2 separate regions of the Sus scrofa genome follow, and region 1 is linked to region 2. The links are chromatin contacts, called in public HiChIP or PLAC-seq maps. All regions are on one chromosome and are shown on one strand. Each heading gives the region's core, a stretch centred on a gene start, on an enhancer-like site or on the middle of the called end of the contact. The rest is flanking DNA. Distances are from core to core; before and after follow the strand shown.

Region 1 (7,796 bases), core at 3,213-5,712, 310 kb before region 2:
TGGTTTCTTTTTCAGGACTTTTTACAGAATCACTACCACAAATGATATTCCTGCTAACTTGAATGGAGAAGTCCTGAGAATGGTGCCCAGCTTAGAATCTGCTAGATTGTTTTCTAAGTATCAGGATCTCTGACTTCACCACATCCAGGCCCTCACAGACTATGGCCACAATTGGGCTTGAGTTCATGTACTTCTCCATCCCTGGGAAGAATGAGCAATCTTTCAGGTCAATATATTGCTGCTCCCGATATTCTTCAGAGAGCCAAAGGAATGTCATGGCCACCATACAGAATCCCTCTTGCTCGAAGACCTTGATGATCTTGCCTACCAGGCCTCAGTGCGCCCTACACGATGGCCATGAAGGTGCACTGGATGTTGGCTAAGGTCCAGGATGCTGGTGGGTGTGGATGACTCTGGTACTTCAGTGCCAGAACCGAGACTTGCAATCTTTTATTTTTTTTAATCAAAATTTTGTTTTGGCTAACTGTAGCCATTTTTTTTTTCCCCAAAAAGAACTTTAGGGTAACAAAGACACTCTCCTTGATCAAACTGTTGTCAGGTTCTTCTAAGCCATCTTCTGGACTAGGCCTGGAGCTTGGGCTTCAGACACCATTTTTGTAGAGTCTAGTTTTAGCAAGAATTCCACTAACCCTACTCTTGATGTCTGATCAAAGCACTCATCCCCTAGCACTCTCCGCCCTCCCTATCTCATTGCCCTGACCTGTCTTCTGCAAGAATCCTGTTAAGTCTGTTTAGCAGAATCTCCCTACCCTTGCTCTTGGGAATGAATTTTTTTTTTTTACCACTGACTCCCATCCCTCCCAACTTGACCTCTTTGTTGCCTATAAATCTACTTATTTTTCTTGTATCTGGAGCTGAGCCTGATCTCTTTACCCTGTTGCAAACCCCCCATTCAAATATTCCCTCTTGACAAAGTCTTACTTACCATCTCTAACATGTATCAGAATATTTTTTTCTTTAATGAGTCACCTTGTTAGATGTTATAAATAATTCTAGAATTTTAATTGGTATTGATTAACTTTTTTTGTTGTCTTTTTAGGGCCACACCTGTGGCATATGGAGGTTTCCAGACTGGGGGTCGAATTGGAGCTGCAGCTGCCAGCCTACACCACAGCCACAGCAATGCCAGAGTCAAGCTGTGACTGAGACCTACACCACAGCTCACGGCAACGCCGGATCCTTAACCCACCGAGCAAGGCCAGGGATTGAACCTGTGTCCTCATGGATACTACTCTTATTTGTTTCTGCTGAGTCACAACAGGAACTCTGGTATTGATTAATTTTGAGAGGAACTGGTATACTTAATATCTGATTCTTTTTTTAAGAATCATGGTCTATATCTCTATTTCTGATGTCTTGCTTTTTTCTTTTTTTAATGCCTATTAGAAGAATTTGATTTTATCTTTTATATGTCTAGGATATATGCATACAAACACATACATATATACACACACAGTTTTAAGCCTTAGCAATATCAAAGTATTGCAAACTTACAAAATGTATCATTTAAAAGTTTATTTAGATTTCTTTACATGTATTTAGTTTTGAGAATTTAAATAGTAAGTTTTAAATTCTTTTTAGTCAGTGTTTGCCACCTTCAATCAGAAAGACTAAAACAGAATTTAAATTAAAAATTCATAACAAAATTAAATACAAATATAGGAAATGCAAATAAATAAACTTTCAAATGACTTTTGGGGGTAAGTTTGTAGAATTTATGGTTCCCTTTGCTGTGCAAAAGCTTGTCAGTTTGATGAGGTCCCACTGGTTTATTTTTGCTTTTATTTCTGTTGCTCTGGGAGACTGACCTGAGAAAACATTTGTAAGGCTGATGTCAGAGACTGTTTTGCCTGTGTTCTCTTCCAGGAGTTTGATGGTGTCTTGTCTTATATTTAGGTCTTTCAGCCATTTTGAGTTTATTTTGGTGCGTGGTATGAGGGTGTGTTCTAGTTTCATTGGTGTGCATGCAGCTGTCCAGGTTTCCCAGCAATACTTGCTGAAAAGACTGCCTTTTTCCCACTTTATAGTCTTGCCTCCCTTGTCAATTATTAATTGACCAAAGGTGTCTGGGTTTATTTCTGGGTTCTCTATTCTGTTCCATTGGTCTGTCTGTCTGTTTTGGTACCAGTACCACACTGTCTTGATGACTGTGGCTTTGTAATATTGCCTGAAGTCTGGGAGAGAGATGCCTCCTGCTTGGTTTTTGTTCCTCCGAATTGCTTTGGCAATCCTGGGTCTTTTGTGGTTCCATATAGATTTTTGGATTGTTTGTTCTAGTTCTGTGAAAAATGCCACGTGTAAATTGATAGGGATTGCATTGAATGTGTAGATTGCTCTGGGCAGTATGGCCATTTTTACAATATTAATTTTTCCAACCCAGGATCAAGGAATATCTTTCCCTTTCTTTACATCTTCTTTAATTTCCTTGATTAATGTTTTATAGTTCTCAGCATATACATATTTCACCTCTTTGGTCAAGTGTATTCCCAAGAACTAATTTTAAAATTGAGCTGTTAAAATATGCTATTCTAATGTTTTAAATACTTAATAATCACTTCATTTTTCTCTGTCTAACCTTGCAACTGTGGGGAATCAGAAAACTTCTATTCAGATAGTCATCATACCCTTCGGCCACACGCATATTATGTGTTCACACAACTTCTTTTTTGGTAAATTTTATATGGATGTCTTTTCATGTCAGGACTTGTGGATATAGTTCATTTTTTTTTTTTTTTACCTGCTATGTGTGCTTCACTGGTTTATCTAGCCCTCTGTTGGTGGAAATTTGAGAAACTTCTGATTTTTCAATAATACAATGAAAATCTTGCATACTGTTTTTACTTTTTATTTTATTTTTTTTTAGGGCTGCACCCACGGCATATGGAGATTCCCAGGCTAGGGGTCCAATTGGAGCTGTAGCTGCCAGCCTACACCATAGCCACAGCAATGCCAGATCCAAGCTGCGTCTGCGACCTACACCTCAGCTCATGGCAACACCAGATCCTTAACCCACTGTTGGAGGCCACAGATCGAACCCGCAACCTCATGGCTCTTAGTCGGATTCGTTTCCACTGCACCATGATGGGAACTCTGCATACCCTTTTTATAATGATATGAGATTATTTCTCTAGGATAGATATCGGGCAGACTTGTTGGGTTGAGAGGATAAACATTTTACATTTTAATGTTTTTTGTCAATTTATGCTTTTCAATGTATTGGTCAGTTATACACATCCGTGGACATAATAGGATTTTTGTCCAATCTTTTGAATGTTTCAGTTTATTTCTTTTGCCATTGGGATAAATGAAAATTGGCATTTCATTGTTGTTTTAATTTGTGTTTTCCTACTAATTTACAAGGTTGAATGTCTTTTTGTATATATGTTGCCATTTACATTTCCTTTTTGTGAATATCCTCTGTATATTCTTTGTGCACTTTTTTTGTTGAATTGTTTGCCATTTTTTGTTGAATTTATAAGGGTATTTTATCTATGCTACTTACTAAATTTATATCTCTTATATGTTACACATATTTTCTACTTCTCTGATATCTGTTCATTTATTTTAATGTAGATACTGTTTGTGGATTTTGAATTTTGGAATGTTAAATCTTCCCTATCTTTAACTGTATTTTTTTTTTTAATGCTTTATGATTTCACTTTTAATAGTCTTGAAAGTTAGCTTTCTTATCCACTGGAAATTTGATTTTATAAAAAGTGTGAAGCAAGGAAATTCAGTGTGTTCTGCCTTTAAAATGTGTCCAGAATCTATAATTTCTCTCCACCCCAGCTACTCCTCCAGTTCAAGTCACCATTACAAGTTCTGGGTTTCTGCAGTAGCCAGCCAACTGACAGTCTATTTTCAACACAGCAACTGGAGACATCTTTTAAAAATGCAATATAGGAATAGCTGCCCTTTTCACTCCGGGTGAAACAAATGTCTGTAAAAAGGCTTAAATGATCTGACCCTATCACCTTGGACTTTTCTCTTACCACATTTTCTGCTCCTTCCTCTGTCCCTCATCGTCTTCATTGTGTATTGGCTTCAATTTATACACCACCCCAGGTCTGTGCTCATGTTGTGCTTTCTGCCTATAGTAGCGGCTTGCTGTATCCCATGGCCTGGAGCCAGGTCACTGCTATGACAGCTGCTCCTGCTTTCGATTGACACCCCCACTGTGCCTGCTGCTGATCCCCCTTTACTGTCTGGGTATGACTTCCCTCTTGCCTCCCATTTCTATATTCCATGTTGCCACTGGTTTTTAAGACATAGGCAGCAGCTTTCCATTTTTCTAAGCACCAAACATGTGAAGCTCAGAAGTGTGAGGGGCCGATTCCTAAAAGATGAACTTTGATCAAAGTGGGATGGGAGTGAATAGATAACTTTTTCTCTCTTCTCCCTTCTTTTAAAGGAAGAGTAGCTCTACTCCATTTTCCCAGTGTTCATGATTCCCCTGGCATTATACTTCCCAATAAAATGTTAGCAGCAATATGTTTCCTTCAGAGTCTGTTTTCTAGTGGAGCATTTAGTGCAAATGAACGTATTCTCACATTTTGTACTCTCACATTTGTTTCTAGGATAGCTATGTCTTCTAATTATTCCCTTTATACCCATTCCTCAACTTAATAGAGAAATCTCATCCCTTGACTGTGTCATCTGTTCATGGGATGACTATGAAATGTGATCAGAGGAACTAAAAATAACCAACTAGACATCTCCAGTGGTAATTACCTCAACATTTCTAACTCATACCTGGCCGTCTTCCTGTATTTCCTATCTCAGTTATTAACACTGCCAGACAGCCAGTTGCTCCAACCTGAAACTTTAGAATAATCCTTAAATCCCTATATCCGGTTGGTTAGCAAGTCTTGTTAATGCACTCACTCAAACATCTCCAAAATAATTTCTCTTCTCCAGTGACCTTGCATTCATTGGAGTCCTGTGCTCTGTCAGATCTCAGCTTAAGTGTCGCCTCCTCAGAGAGGCTTTCCTGACACCCTATTTAAGGAAACTTCACCTTACATTTACAGTTCTATCACCCTGTTTATTTCCTTCATAGTGTTATAACAATTTGTAATGACATTTAAAACTTTGTATTTGTTTCTTCACTGGATGTAAGGCTATGACAGTAGGGCCTTGACTATCTTGTTTTCAAATATGTAGCTCATAGCAGGTACTCTTATAAAGAGTTGTTGCAAGAATAAATAAATGAATGAATGAAGAATACATTGCTCTGTTAGGGTCATTTCCTTCCACTTTTCCTTACTCATCTGTTCTAAACAAGCTTCTACACTGATGGAATTATTTATCACAAACAGAGATTTGATCATGTTACTTCCCAGTTTAAAAACTTTCATTATCTTCATAAGCATGAGATAGACATCAGTTTCCTTATCTAAGAAATGGGTAGAATAACTAAACACACATGTTTTTCAAAGAGGAAATGCACATAACCAGTAGGCTGAGGTACCTGTTCAACATAGCTAATTCTCAGGGAAATGAAAATAAAAACCACTGTCAGATATCACCTCACACCTATCAGAATGACTGTCATCAAAAAGACCACCAATAACAAATGGTAAGGATATGGAGAAAGAGAGCCCTTGTGCACTGTTGGTGGGAATGTAAGTTTGCATAGCCAGTGTGGAAAACAGTAGAGAGGTTTTTCAAAATACTAAAACTAGAACGACTTTTAATCTACTTTAAATGAGGTCTTAAGTAGAACTGAATGTACAACAAACACTAGGTCAAAATCTTAAAATTCATATTTAGTCTTAAATTATGCATTTAAAATAACTGATTCTTTATAGAGTTTTAGAGTAAAAAAACCCATGACTTTGTCTTGATTATATTTATTCTTTCTTCATAGATGTTTTTGATTTAATTTTATTCATAAAGTTCTATTTTTTCTATTTTCCATATATTTCTTTTATTTTTCTATTTCTTATTTCAATTGTTAACCTTTTTTTTCTATATTTTAGAATCTTAACAGTTAAACAATATTTTTTTCTAGGTAGAGCTATAGACATTACATATAAAATAATTGTATTTTGTGATTAGCCTGTGGGGTTGATTTCTCTTATTCTCACTTCTACAGATTATGTGTGTGCAATGATTACTGAAAACTTAAAATTTAATATCTCTTCCTCTTTAAACAGAAATAATTTAACAACCATACATACTTGACAATAAAATCATATATTGACCATGCAATTCATTTTTAATAGCTTTTAATATTGTATTGGGGATTTTTGTTTTACTAAATTTATTCCCATATGGTTTAATGATGTGATTTAATCTGTTACTCCTAAGTCAACTATAAAACAGCATTTCTAAGTTTTTACTCTTTTTAGTGTTTTAACAATTTTATCTTGAATTATACTTTGTTCCTTTCATATCTGTGCTGTTTTCACTTATAGATTTTTCATTTTAAGTTATTCTTTTAAATTACAGTGGATTCCTGAACAGCATGGAGACTAGGGCTGTCAACATCTACCCGGTTGAAAACCCACTGTAATTTAAAAGAATAACTTAAATTGAAAATTTTTAATTTATACTCGGCCTTCTATATTCATGGTTCCTCCATATCTGCAGTTTTGCTTCCTCAGATTCAACAACCATGAATCATGTAGTACTACGGTATTTATTATTAAGAAAAAATCCTATGTATAATTGAACCCACAGTTCAAACTAGTTGTTGTTCAAGGGACAACTGTATATGGATAAAACACTCCTTTAAAAAAAATTTCCTGCTATGTAAACCAACTCTTTAATTTTCTGACCTTAAATGATCCCTTGTAGTATAAAATGTTCCCACATTTATTGTCAATCCAATAGTTTGTGAATAATTACATGAGAATGTATTTTGATAAATAAGTCTATAGCTTATTAATAAATAGTGCTATGAGTTCCCCATTCTTTATAGTATGGGTAAATTCAATAAATAATCTGTCATAATTTGGTATGTTTGTAAGAAATATTAATTGGGTTAACCATAATTATTTTTCCTATTCCTGATCATCTCATATTTTTCTTATAGTACAGCTTATGAGGAGCTATTAAATATAGGTTTTTTTTTTTTTTTTCTTTTTTGGCCACATGCATGACATGTGGAAGTTCCTGGGCCAGGGATCAAACCTATGCCACAGCAGTGACAATGGCATATCCTTAACCCACTGAGCCACAAGGGGACTCATGAAAAATTCAAATACTGAGAGCCATTTCAAAGGTCATATTATTAATATAAAGAATAATAGAAGAGTCTCAGGTTATGATCCTCAAAATCATTCTGCTCTTTACATTTCTGAAATCTTTAGAATGAATTTTCATTACTTACAGCTAGTCTTTTTAAAAAAATTATTTAAAAAGTGTAACTTTGAGACTTTCACTGCCAGCCATGAAGGACTCATAGATACTGAATTTTCTATATATAAACAAGCATGAAAATAATATGAACAACTGGGGAAAATATAAACATGCTATTTTAAGACACTAGATAATAGGCAGTACAAATCCGTATGTCCCAAGAAAAAAGAAACACACCAGATCGTGCCAGTGATTGAACCAGTTTTCTGTCAGTGACAGTTTATGAACCATAGTGCGGGCAGAGAAAACCCAAGCAAAGCAGAGCAGTCCCCCGGAATTGCAGAGATAGAGATCAGAGTTTGGGGAGGCAACTTAAATTTGTGAAGCAGGGTACTGGAGGAGGATGTTTTGAGGATAATGCTTCAAGAATCTATTTGCAGTTCCCCTTATATTTTGAGTAAATATCAAAC
Region 2 (7,624 bases), core at 4,558-7,057:
GGAAAAGTGGGGATATTTATTATGCAATCCAAGAAAACCAATTTAGAAATCTTTGCCAGAGTTAAAAATGCACATATGCTTATATATTTCTCTCTTGGGATTTTTTTCCTACAGGTATATATAAACATGAAAGATGCAAAATATTCATTTATAAATATCTGTGATAAACACAAAAATGTCTTTCACTGAGAGACTGATTAAATGAATTTTGGTACATACAAATGCTATAAATCAATCAAACACTATAAAACTATACATAAATAAGGAAAGAAGTTCTTTATATACTAGTATAAAATCCAAGGCAAATAGTTAAGTAGTTAAACCTAAAGGTAGAATAGTGTATATATGACAAACATTTGTGTAAAATATAGTGGTAGATAAGAATATGTTTATAATTATAAGGTAACTTAACTATTTATAGTCACAACCTGCATTTGATTTGAGGTGACTTTGCCTCGAGACTATACTGCCCAACTTATGAACATAAAATTGTCAAAGCTGTAAAATAAGATATCTTAAATAGGGCAGCCTTTATTTTTATTTTGATCTATTATAAACTATTAATTTTCAATTCTAGAATTTGTTATAGAGATTAGTGCTTTAATTAGTAAGTATCAAGTGCGTCAGTTCTTTCTATAAGCTAAAAAGTGGTTGTCATGCTCAGTTAATCACAAGGATTCCAATAACACTCGTATCTTTCCAGATAGTTTCAGGAAATTCTGTTATTGTCAACAGGGTCTATTGGGAAGCGTAACACTTACATTTGTATTTCGGAGGTCTTCTCATGACTTCCAACAGTAGTAGTTGAGTCAAAACAGACAGTCTCTCATCTTACTTTTTCTGAAGCTTTCCCTCTGTTACCCGGGTCTGAGATTCAAAGTAGTTAAAATTCGACATTTGCCACATGGAAAAAGGAGCTATGCGATAAGCCCCCAATCTTAAATGTGATGAATTATTAAACAGGTAGTTTGTTGGGTGATTGAAAATTACCTGTGAAAGAGTGCTTATCTCCTTGAGGCACGTCTAAAGCTGATGGAATTGAGCCAATTAGACTGACTGTCTCTCCAATGAGTTGTGACCTCTCGATGGTAATAGCTTATTATGATGATAAATGAACCCATCTCTTCAACTGAAGCCTGAGTACACACTTCAGCAGTTTCCTTGAATCATGAGGCCATTACCTTTCAACTTCAGATCGACAGCGGTGACAGCCACAGAGCAGGGAGCATGCATGACTAGACACAGATGATTGTTTTACTCAGATGAATATATTTACAGCTATTTCCAAAGAAACAGGTTCTCCTTGTGCATTGCGTGTTCACACCCGAAGTATTTCCCATATGATGTTTCCTTTATCAGGAAGAAGATTATCTCATTCTGAGATAACCAGGTTTGATTGTTTGGGTGTTTTGTTTTGTTTTAGGGGTTTTTTTTTGTTGTTGTTTTCAATGTTTAAATTGCCCAATCTCAGTCTACTACTGAATAAAACTTCAGAATAAAAATATTTTCTTAAATTAAAGATGTTTGTAATATACAATTAAGTTTTTTAATTAATTTAATCCTATTACATCCCACAGTTTATATTTGATATGAGTTGGGGAAACTATTCAGATATTTCTTTTTATTTATAGAGAACTTTTTAAAAGGTCTTTGGAGTTACAGGAGCATAAATATTTTAATGTTTGGACTTGTATTTTAAGGAAATGTCAAAAATTCTTTAAGTAATTACTGAAATTTAATATCAGTTTCCTCATTCTGCAATAGTAATAGCTTTGGTTTGAGGAGAATTAGAGAACAGGTTACTTACGTTTATAATAAAATGCAGTCTTCAAATTCCTAATAATTATTAGACAGATGTCAATTGCCAACTTCCCAGATATATTCCTGAAAAATATATTTGTTAACCAAGCAAAATTAAGTTTACGAAGTTAACTGCAGTAAGGGAAAAGCATCAACTACCTTGACAAAGACTTAGCAGTGTCTCAGAAGGAAAGGAAAGATCAGGAGAGGATATTCATGGACTTTAAAATCCATGGGGAGGGTTGGGTGATTTCAAGGCAGATATTACACTGCAGATAATTGAGCAGAATTTATGATACCATAGCTTTGGATTTGCCTCACGCGTCTCGAAGTGTTGAAGATCATGCTCTTGGTCTATAAGTAAGCTAGTTGAAATGGATCGCAGTCCCAGAACCAAGTTTTCTTGGAGCTTGTTTGCAGAATTTTTAAATATAAGGATTGGAAATTATGCTTGCTTCCAGCCTTCATACAGGAATAGGGACTTATATTGACTTGAGTTCTTACAGACAATAGCTGTGGGGTGATAGTATAGTTACTTTTTTTTTTTTTTTTGTACCACTCTTTCCTCATGTATACAGTAGAGATAATATTAATACTCATTTCAACCATTATTTTGAGGATGTAACACATATCAGCCCTTAAGATACTGTTTGATAAATAATAAGCACTCAGTATTAGCTATTATTATTAATTCCACTGAGCCACTTTTGCGGCCAGATATTATACAGTTGAAATTTTAGAGAGACTATCTATAAAGAAAGGAATTGGGGCAGGGTTGGGGGGAGGGAGAAAGAAAGAAAGGGAGAGAAGGAAGAAAAGAAAAAGGAAGGGGAAAAAGGAGAAGGAAAGGAAGAATCTGCCCATATAGATTTCATTTTTTAGAGTGTTTTGATTTAGAAAGTAACTATCTATCAGGAGCTCTCTCTTTTTGCCCAAAGGTGTCTCATCTTTGAGTAAATACATTTTTTTCTAGTTTTCTTCCGGGACTGGGTTTGACATGATTATCAGCCCCAGTGTTCCTGAAATAAGTCCTTTATAATGAAATGGAATTGAAAATAACCCACAAGCAAAAAGCTTGACAGGCCGTTGAAGGTCCCTGAGGCCATTTACTGCCTTAAGCTTATTTTTACTTATCATCACAGGAAAAAAAAAAAAAAAAAAAAAAAAAAAAACTAAGTAGGGGAATTGTTCTTACATCCAGTAGTTTTAAATGATAATGTTATTGTTTTCTTTTTAATAAAAGTCAAAATGCTTGATTTTGCTTTTTCTTTCAAAACAAGCACAGAGATAATTTGACTTTGTTAATATCTAATCTTAATCCTGCTCTTCATCAGAAACTCTTGAAACTTTATACAGCAAACAACAGCTCAGTTTAATGCTATCTCAGTATCTAATAGACATTTGGAGGATGGAGGATGAGTACATGTTTCTTGGAACAAGACATAACTTCCTCTTGTGCCAAACGCATGAACTTTATGCCTGGTGAAAGATATTGAGGCTAAAGAAAATGTAAACTATGCTGGTAATGAAACCCATGACAGCTTGATCCTGTAAGACTTAGAGATGGGTTTTGATTCCATGTCCTTGACGAGCATGGTGAAATATTTTTATTTTAAAGAGACAAGTCAGATTAAGGGATTCAGCAAAACCATTTAAACCAACCCCTTCTTTAAAAATTCTAGTTAGAGCTACAACAGTCTCTCACATGTGGAACTCAGACACACATCCCAGTCATCTGGGGTCTTCATTGAAAATAGTTATTACTGGAGTTCCCGTTGCGGTGCAGTGGTTAACGAATCCGACTAGGAACCATGAGGTTGCGGGTTCGGTCCCTGCCCTTGCTCAGTGGGTTAACGATCCAGAGTTGCCGTGAGCTGTGGTGTAGGTCGCAGACGCGGCTTGGATCCCGAGTTGCTGTGGCTCTGGTGTAGGCCGACAGCTACAGGTCCGATTAGACCCCTAGCCTGGGAACCTCCATATGCCGCGGGAGCGGCCCAAGAAATGGCAAAGACAAAAAAAAAAAAAAAATAGTTATTACTGATCCTTATCTTGGATTCAGTCAGGAGATCTGGGGGAAAAGTGTGGAAATCTACATTTTTAAACAAGCTTCCCAAGTGATTCTCTACCCATAAAATTTCGAGAGCCATTCTTTTATGTTTACTTTTAAAAATTACCGATGATCCATTAAGTATCTGTAGATGATGCAAGACTGAGAAAAATAAAAAATCCTGCCACGTGCTTTAGGCTGAATTCAGAGGTTGATGTTTTTACCCAATAGTAATAATTTAGCCTGTGCAAGGGAACGCTAAATAATATTTTCTTAGCTATCACAAAGTTTGTAAATTCAAATCTATATGTCAGTTTCGTTATAAACAGCAACACACGTAAACACATATTCACATAGGAAGAAAATGAATCTTAGAATCTGTTTTTCTTTTTTAATAGGAAGTCTGAAATTCACTGACATTAATGTCTGGAATGAGGAGAGTTGGCAAGACCAGAATATGACTTGGGGATTAGGGACAGTTTCAAATTCTAGAAGAGGTTCCAGCTCTTCCTGAATTTGTATTAACAGTTTTGCTGTTTGAGCTCTGTTGCTACCCACTAGCTAAATACAAACACAAGCAAGACCCTTCACTTCATTGTGTTTGAATTTTTCATTGGTGAAGTTAGAGGGGAGGTTATAATTTTAGCAACAGAATCTGTTTTACCAACAAAATCTTAATTAGAACACGCAAAATCAAGAAAAATCACTCACTAGATGCCATGGTGGTGCTGGTTACCAGCGAAGACAAGGAGCAGTGCTGGTTACAATGACTGACAGAGCTGGTTCTAGTTATGCTGGGTGACAAGGCCAGGAGCTCTGTCGCATTTTATTCCATAGTCTCATCTGTGCTTTCCCCAAAAGAAAGCTAGGTTTCAGAGAAACATGATCTGAAAACAAACAGACCAAATGAATTAGAAAGTCTTACAGATTTAAAGTTTTATGATTCTAACACCAAGTAGAATCATGCAATCAGCTGACTACTAACAATAAATAATAACTCTCCAAAGTGTGGTGAAGTGGCTATTTGATACCAACTGAAAAACAATAAAATCTTTCCAGCTGAGCTATTGTCCATATCCAGATGCCTTGATGATACACAAGCCTAGCCATAGAAAAGGTGGGAGGTGTCAGCGCAAAGCAACTAAAATGATTTAAGATACTGAATAGTCGGTATTGAACCTACATCATTTCTTACCTAAATTACAGAAAAAAGTCATTTATGTTTCTTTCTACCTCCAGCCTCCCTATTCTAATGCTTTATTCTCATACATGGGTACAGTGATATCTTTGCACTATTCTGGACTTATAGCTTCTGGGGGTGGGGGGGTTAGGCAGGACTCTGTGGTCCAGCTGTTAAAATGCCCATATGTATCCCATGCTCTCTCAAACTTTCCTACTTCACTGTTTCCTCTTGTCTGAAATTCCCTGGTACCATTTTCCTGAGTCACTAACTTGTAATCATCCTTCAAAATGCAGTTCAAGCATTAACTTCTGTAGGACACTTTTCTGACCACCTCATCTCCCAGGAGTTAGGCCTTCCGTGTGCTCATCCCCTGAGACTTCCCACCACCCAACACACACATATATTCCTCCCTAAACTGTGAGTTCCTGGATGCAACTGGATTCTGTTTACCTTTGTACTTTAGGACCCAGTAGATTGCTTAATGTTGCTTAGGAGTCTAATTCCCTGTTGAGTGAAAAAATAGATGCTCTGTGTGAATAGTAATTACATCTGTTTCCATAGAAAATGAACAAGAGGAAATATAGGTAGAATTATCCTAAATGATTTTTTTTCAAACTGTAGAAAAAGGACTTGGTTGGGATATCTTCAGAAGGGCCTGTCTGGATTTTCTAAATAGTTTTGAAAAAATAATTCCGGGATCATTTAAGGCCATGTCCATTCAGAGCCAGGCAGATGACCTAAATAGTTTGCCAAATTCTTTTCTGGCTCTCAAATTTTATGAGCCTGAGCAGCATTGTTTGAGTAAAAGTCTTGGTCTCTGTGGAGCAGGGGGAAGTTAGGATGTTTTGAATATTTACATAGAAACAAAAGATTTCAGAACTGGAAATAATTTGAGCCATATTCTATTAAATGATTTTCACACTGTGTTCTGTGTGGTCTTCCTGTGCTGGGACAGGAAGTAGATGTAGCAGACAGGGAGCAGTGTTCCTTCTAAAACCAGGATGTCTTTATCTGTTTTGCATGTTGGGAGTACATGAAATGGGTTGGGGAAACTCAGACTGCTAGAGATTAAGTCACCCCAATAGCTTCTTCGGAGGCCAGGCTGATGTTAAGAGTTATGACCCTCTGACTTGCCCTTCAGATCTCTTTCCATTTTTCTATGCAACACAGGAAAAAGAGTAGGTTATTTACTTTATGATCAAGGTAAGTTAAAATCATGACATTTGTTTTGCAACATCAATGTAGGGTTCAAGCTGTGGAATTAAAGAAGTTAAGTAAGTTTAAATTTGCTTTCATTTAAAATGCAGCTGCCTTTTCAGGTAATAAAATAAACAGATACAATAATATTTGGCCAGCTGTAGCTTTTAATTTAAATGTTTAACTTGGTGCTGTTTAGTCTGCTGGATTCCAAAACATTCTCTGCGAGAGTGGTTTATACATTTTAAAGCATTTTTAATGTTTATTATGATGTCCTAGGTCTGGCTGCCTTTCTATTGCTCTGCATCCCCTCAGCAGACATGACACTGCTTTGGCAGCACATATTTTTCAATATATATGTTACTTTCATAATCTCTATTTTGTTAGAAGAAGTGGCAAAGATGGGAAAGGCTAATTTCTTCTTTACTGTCTCCATAGTTTTGTCTTGCACAATGTCACATAGTTGAATCATAAGTTTGTAGCCTTTCTTGGTGGATTTTTTTCAATTAATAAGATGCATTCAGTGGCTTGGATCGCTGCTGTGGCACAGGTTCGATCCCTGGCCAGGAGATTTCCACAGGCTCTGGGTGCCGAAAACAAGGGGGGAGCTTAAATCAAAGATGAAGGAAGCACACCTCCAAAGCAGTGGCAGATAGTGAACGCAAACTCTGTGATCTATCCTGGGGGGTGAGGGGATGGATTCTGTGACCCTTTGGACAGCCTGTGCAAGAACCATGGATGGGATCTTCTTGGCAATTCACTGTCACTCCCACCACTTCAGCCAAAACCGAAACTGCTTCTTTTGTTTCCCCTCTTTCCTGAGCAAACCATCAGGAAAGTGAGTATCCAGTGGCTTTCTGTGTGTACCACGTGTGGAGCAAGTGTATAGATATGTGTGTCTCTGTATTATAACATGAAATTGTGATTAAATTGGTTTCAAATCGGCCAAAAAAATGCATTTAAGGTTTCTTCATGTCTTTGATGAATTGGTAGATCAATGCTTTTAGCATTGAGAAATACTTGCTTTCTGGGTATACCACAGGTAATTTATCCATTCGTCCAATAGAAGGACATCTGGTTGCTTGCAAGTTTTCACAAAAATGAATAAAGCTGCTACAAACATCCACAGGTAGATTTTCCTGTGGACATAAATTTTTCATGCATTTATGTTTTCAACCCCTTTAGATTATGGGAAGAGAATATTTCTTTTCTAAGTAACTTCTGGTACCTTTCCAAAGTAACTGTATCATTTTGCATATCTACCAACATGAATGAGAGGTCCTGCTGCTCCACATTATCGCCAGTGTTTGGTATTGTCAGATTGTGGGTATAAGGTGTTCTAATAAGGTGTGTAGTGGCATCTCATTTTAATTCATGATTCCCTAATGATATATCTT

The links. HiChIP or PLAC-seq counts read pairs in DNA pulled down with a chosen protein or histone mark.
Region 1: an H3K27ac HiChIP or PLAC-seq map of skeletal muscle shows a contact between it and region 2. The contact joins two enhancer-like sites. A contact is called at or near these places in 2 of 5 promoter capture datasets (fetal liver and fetal skeletal muscle), 1 of 47 Hi-C or Micro-C datasets (skeletal muscle) and 1 of 2 datasets of contacts at active chromatin or transcription factors (skeletal muscle).

The regions. Positions count from the first base shown.
Region 1 is chr1:34,368,532-34,376,327 of Sscrofa11.1, reverse strand. It overlaps the pseudogene LOC100157252. Among named protein-coding and RNA genes, the nearest start is that of LAMA2, 13 kb to the right of the region's middle. Within about 2 kb of position 4,462, at least 2 of the 83 cell types and tissues checked have an H3K27ac peak or open chromatin away from gene starts, as enhancers often do. A contact at or near this core is called in fetal skeletal muscle and skeletal muscle, where this site is marked.
Region 2 is chr1:34,055,479-34,063,102 of Sscrofa11.1, reverse strand. The region is part of intron 12 of LAMA2 (laminin subunit alpha-2); the gene reads left to right. Among named protein-coding and RNA genes, the nearest start is that of LAMA2, 300 kb to the left of the region's middle. Within about 2 kb of position 5,807, at least 15 of the 83 cell types and tissues checked have an H3K27ac peak or open chromatin away from gene starts, as enhancers often do. A contact at or near this core is called in fetal skeletal muscle and skeletal muscle, where this site is marked.